2 separate regions of the Mus musculus genome follow, and region 2 is linked to region 1. A link is a contact called in public Hi-C data. All regions are on one chromosome and are shown on one strand. Each heading gives the region's core, a stretch centred on a gene start, on an enhancer-like site or on the middle of the called end of the contact. The rest is flanking DNA. Distances are from core to core; before and after follow the strand shown.

The links. A called contact is a pair of places that touch in the nucleus more often than the background predicts.
Region 2: a contact with region 1 is called in a Hi-C map of liver, with 4 times the contacts expected there. The contact joins two enhancer-like sites. A contact is called at or near these places in 2 of 39 promoter capture datasets (both in liver), 8 of 484 Hi-C or Micro-C datasets (liver, stem cell-derived neural progenitor cells and uterus) and 3 of 115 datasets of contacts at active chromatin or transcription factors (embryonic stem cells and liver).

Annotation. Positions count from the first base shown.
Region 1 is chr11:22,371,732-22,374,511 of GRCm38.p6, reverse strand. No RefSeq gene overlaps it. Among named protein-coding and RNA genes, the nearest start is that of Gm39609, 70 kb to the left of the region's middle. Within about 2 kb of position 1,376, at least 14 of the 459 cell types and tissues checked have an H3K27ac peak or open chromatin away from gene starts, as enhancers often do. A contact at or near this core is called in liver and stem cell-derived neural progenitor cells, where this site is marked.
Region 2 is chr11:22,436,393-22,439,092 of GRCm38.p6, reverse strand. All of the region lies in intron 2 of Gm39609 (a long non-coding RNA gene), which reads left to right. Among named protein-coding and RNA genes, the nearest start is that of Gm39609, 5.6 kb to the left of the region's middle. Within about 2 kb of position 1,387, at least 152 of the 459 cell types and tissues checked have an H3K27ac peak or open chromatin away from gene starts, as enhancers often do. A contact at or near this core is called in liver and stem cell-derived neural progenitor cells, where this site is marked.

The sequences.
Region 1 (2,780 bases), core at 127-2,626:
GAAAACTCATAGAAGCATTTTCAAAGACTTTACAGTTCGCAAACTCTTGGTACAGGCATAATCAGAATAGCATATTACTCTAAACGTTAGGACCTAATTTGTGTGTATTCTGTATAACATTGGCAGGAAAAAATATTTTTTTTTCAGAAATAGGTCTGTAATTCTAGAGGCAAAAATCAAGTACTATAAGAAGATAGCTTTGAGTTTTGCCTGGCATCGTAGCCAGCATTAGAGCCATAGCTGAAAGATTAAGCCCTGCCGAACTGAAAACATCTTAAAACAACCAACATTTACTACCAGTTGGTTCTGGTTTCTCAAAACTTTTATAACTAATACTTTATTTATCCCAACTGCAGAAACTGGTTTAAATCTGCAAAGCAGATGTAAAACATAAAACTTCTAGATAGTGGAGCCAGGAGTGGTGGCTCATGTCTGTAATCCCACTACTTGGGAGGTAGAGGCAGGCAGATCTCTGTGAGTTTAGGGCCAGCCAGAACTACAAAGCCAGGACAGCCATGGCTACACAGAGTAACCCTGTCTCAAAAAGTTAAAACTTAAAAATAAACACACTTCTAGATAATGGAAATAATTTATCAGTTTTCAGCTGGTTACTCCAGTTCACTCTTAGAACTACAAAATTAGGGTTCTGTACCTCTTGTTCAAACTGACAAGAAAATGATAAATTGATAACAGTAATTATAAAACCATTAAAAAACACTTCTAAATTTAGTTCATAATTAGCACAAACATTCTTCTTTCAGGATTTATATCTCAATAGGACACAGTGATATTTTGCAACTAGCCTAGCACCAATCACAATAGAACAATCAACATTTATTTGCAAATTATTTACTTAAAAATATCTAATAAAAATTGGAAAAAAATAAATAAATCAGAGAAAATTTAATGTTATTGCAGTCAGACTACAATACTACAACACTACATTTCAATGTCTTTTCTTTAGAGAAATTTTAGAAAGCATGGGCAGAATGACAGAGGTCAGGGATCGCCAGGGCAGAGGGCCAGCAACTGCATGTACCCTGTTGCTTCAGTTAACCCATCTCTTGCCTCATCACGCAACAGGTCGAGTTAGTGTTTAATGCATTTGTTTGCTTAGCAAACACTTTTATTCTACAAAAGTAGATGTTGCCACAACTCTTTAATTGCAATTAATTAGGTTTTGTTCATTGTCTAACCTGCATAATTGCAAAGAATGCAGGTCTTGGCCATAGCAAAAGTAGTGGGTGACTTCATATTGTTACAACATGATTCCAGCAGAGAGTAGGAGAGAAATCTAGAGAAACATTGGTAAATTCAAAGGTGGTGGCACCTTGATGAGGTCACCTAGGAGAGTCTTTAAAATATGACAAGCCTCCCCTGTCAGGGAACACTGTCACACTTGCCATACTGAAACCATAGATGTGGGCTGTCTATACTGCTACAGTTGCTATATACCTCAGCCACACAGCTGCCGTCCACCTGAGCCACACCTGCTGTCTACCTAATCCCACACAGCTGCCATCCACCTTTAGCCACACAGCTGCTGTCCACCTGAGCCACACAGCTGCTGTCCACCTGAGCCACACCTGCTGTCTACCTAATTCACACAGCTGCTGTCCACCTTTAACCACACAGATGCTGTCTACCTCAGCCACACAGCTGCTCTCAACCTCAGACACACAGCTGCTGTCCACTTCAGACACACAGCTGCTGTCCACTTCACAAACACAGCTGCTGCTGTCCACCTCAGCCACACAGCTGCTTTCCACCTTGCACACAGCTGCTTTCCACCTCAGCCACACAGCTGCTGTCCATCTCAGCCACACAGCTGCTGTCTACCTTAGGGCTACTCTCTTCTTAATATCCTAATTCCCCCAAATTGATATTTTTATTATAAAGCTGCTTCTAGTAAATGTGGAATCAGAGAGAAAAGTGGACCATGATCTCAGGAATATCTTGTATCTAGGTAATATTATACCAGATAATTTAAAAACTAGTAGGAAGAATTTTGGAAGTTTTCACCAGAAAAAAAAATGACAAATATTTGAGGAAATATATATATGTGTGTGTATATATATATATATATACATTATATATATGTATATGTTATATATTATATATATAATATATAATATACATATAATACCTGAACTATATATATATATATATATATTATACACATATAATACCTGAACTAAGCATTATACAGTGTATACATGTGCCAGGGCATTACATGGCACCCCATCAATATGCATAATTGAATGGTTTTAGGTATCTTTGGGGTTTTTTTGTTTTTGTTATTGTTTTTGTTTTGTTTTGTTTTTTTTTTTGAAAGCTTTTAGGCCACAATGAATCCTGAAGTATTGTCCTTGGCCCAAAGACAGTAGAGAATACCTTTGTAGTAGTCACCAGATGGAGTAACTTCCCAGGAGCAATGTAGCCTGCTCTGAATAGTGCTGGACAAAGTGTTGTGGATTTTGAATTCTTTGTTTTACCTCAAAGAACTCTAACTTCAGTCAGTCCCTTCTGTTCAGACAGCTGGTTCAGTTTCAATACACTGATGCATTAATTATGATTCTATGGTCCTATATAATAGGAAATTACTTCAGCTAACTGAAATACAAAAGTGTAATTTATTGGAAGGAGATGAGAACTACTGGAAAAAGTAAATGAAAACCTGAAGTCTCTGGTGTTTAAAAGGATCTATTCAGCTGTCTGAAGGCTTTTTGCTACTTGGCAGTAAGAAATAGACATTTACATTTAAAAAGAAACACCAGCAC
Region 2 (2,700 bases), core at 138-2,637, 65 kb before region 1:
CTGCGAAGATGCAGGGGCGCTGTTAAGGCGAGGAGTGACTAGATCTGAATCATGTTTGGAGAAACCCCACACATATGGTGGAGGAGAGAAGAGGCTGGCCCAGAGGAAGGTAGTGGTGCTTATTAAATACCCACAGACTGACTGGATAACCTTGGCTTAAGTGACTACAGTAACCTCAGAGTGTTTGTTGAGTGGGGACTACAGCCTCTCAGTCAAGCACAGTTGGATGGCTTGGTCTGAACATGAGCCAGCTGGCCAGTGTGATCCCAAACAGAAAAAAAAAAAAATCAAAATCAAAACAAAACAATAAAACTACTCCACAGTCACAGCAAGCCATTGCATAAGGAGGACAGTGTGAGCAATGTCTTGTGGTAGAAAAGCAGTGAAGGCAGTCACTTACAGGCACAGCAGGTAATTTCTGTATCTAGACAGGGCCTCTTTGCTGAGAGTGTGGGAGGGACACTCACCTCATCTCTGTGAAGGAAGTGAAGCACCAAGAAAGGTTACTGGCTTAGGGTCAGACCTAGATCTGTGATTTCTGTCACTTATTAACTGGATAGCCTTGAGCAGCCCCAAGAGCCAGTGCCTTCATTCGTAAAGAAGGTTAAAGACCCATTTCCAGGCACAGGAGGGTAAAATAAGGGAAAGCTATGAATTCTAAGGGATTAGAGTAACTTTTTAATTTTTATGATTCCACTTTGTATGCCCCACACATCCCAGGCAGAAAGAAAAATATTTAAAAGATGACATTGTTATGTTCCCATGAGTAGCCTGGGATATCTGTTTTGGGGCTTTTTATACCTTTAAATAGCAGAATCCCTAGCTAGTCTGTGTTGTCCCTTTAAATCTAAGGATGGGGGGTCACAGATCTTCCAATTTAGCTGCTAAGCCTTTAAATAATGGGCTTGCCCACCTCCACCCTTGCACTGTTCCCTGGGCTTCTGGGATGTCTCTCAGGTAATTCCAGTACTCTTGGCGGCTGCCCCAGTTCACAGCTGCCACAGGGATCAGCTACTCAAAAAAACTGTTGCTGAATTAATATTGGCAGTGTGTGTGGGTTATATTTGCAGAGCATTGGCAGGCACCAGGGACCTACTGGTTAAAGTCCATTCTAACCTTTCCTCTGTCATGCTTGAAAAATATGGGAGGTTTTCTGCTGCTGTTGGTAGCTGAAGACCGCCCCATTCTCCGCTTCCCCTAGATTACGTGTGGTGGAATACTTCTCACGCAAGAAGGAGAAAAATGTCCTGGTTGAAGTGAAAATCCTTTCCTCAGAGGACCAGTTGCTGTCAACTGGCAGTTTTGGGTCGTTTCTTTGCTGTTCCCTCTGGTCTGTCCAGCAGGTGGTGGAGTTCCAGCAGCCTTGTCCCCAGTCAGACTGTCCTGTAATGCTCAGCACGTGATAGGCGACTGCTGTCTGACTCACTCCTGCTGCCTCTGGCTCTGGGGCTGTGTAAACACCACAAGGAACGGCAAGAACAGAGTACTCCAAGCTTTTCCTGTAGTTTCCCTCATCAAACAAAGAACAAATTCGTGTTGACTGAATATAGAACTGCCTGTGTCAGCTGGGATTTAAACTCTTAATCACTTTATTCTTAGCAAAGACCCAGAAAGAAACCCTAAATTGTTTCTTTGTTCATTATCCACCTATGAAAACACATTTGTTAACAGTACTGAATGTATCATGATAGACAGCTGAATCCAAATTATTCTTGAGAAACAGATTAATCCAGTGTGCTGCTGAGTGCCTGTGACCCCAGCCTTGGGGTTTGGGTAGAGATAGGTGGATTTCTGAAGCTCATTGGCCAGCCTGGCTGGGCAAATGGGAGAGCTACAGGTTCAATGAGAGATCCTAGCTCCAGAAGCAATGGAAGATTGATCAAGGAAAGGTAGCTGATATTGAAAGTCATGCATGTGAGCATGTGCAATAAAGAAAAATGAAAAAAAAAACCAACTTTAAAAAGTCAGCAGCTAAAGAGGAAACAACAACAACAGAGAAAAGAGAGAGAGAGAGAGAGAGAGAGAGGAGAGAGAGAGAGAAAAGAAAGTGGGAACATCCGTTATAGGCAAAACTTCAAGCCCCCAAATGTTCACACTCACACATTTCAAATTAGACATTTCAAAAACAGTGATTAAAAAAAAAAAAAGGTTTTAGAAAAATGTAAAAACGAAGCACTTCTAGGTTTGCTTCTCAGTTTCTTCAGAAAGTCTATATAACATTGCTTTTGTTTGGCCCCTGCTGTCTTCAGACTCATTTGGTTAGAGACTTAATTTGGTGGCTGAAACAGGGATCAATGCTAGAGGAAAATTTGGGTCAGAGTCTTTCTTAGAGTATTACCAATGGCAGATAGCTCCTCTCATGCCTTAGAGAGCCACCTCCAAAGGTATATGGTGTCCCTGTGATGGTTAAATACTAATTGGATGCAATGGAGAATCACCTGGGAAGGGGGTCTTAATGAGGGACTATCTATCCATCAGATTGGGGGATTGATGTGTGAAGGCCCAGCCTAAATGGTGTGTGGGTGACACTCTTTCCTGTCTCTAGGCTTTGGGTTGTACAAACAAGGAGAAGATAAGCAGAGAGTATATATATGCATCCATTTCTCTCTGCTCTTGGTTGTGGATATGACATAATCAACTATTTTAAGTTCTCACTGCCGTGACTTCCCTGTAGCAATCACCATATAACATGGAACTGTG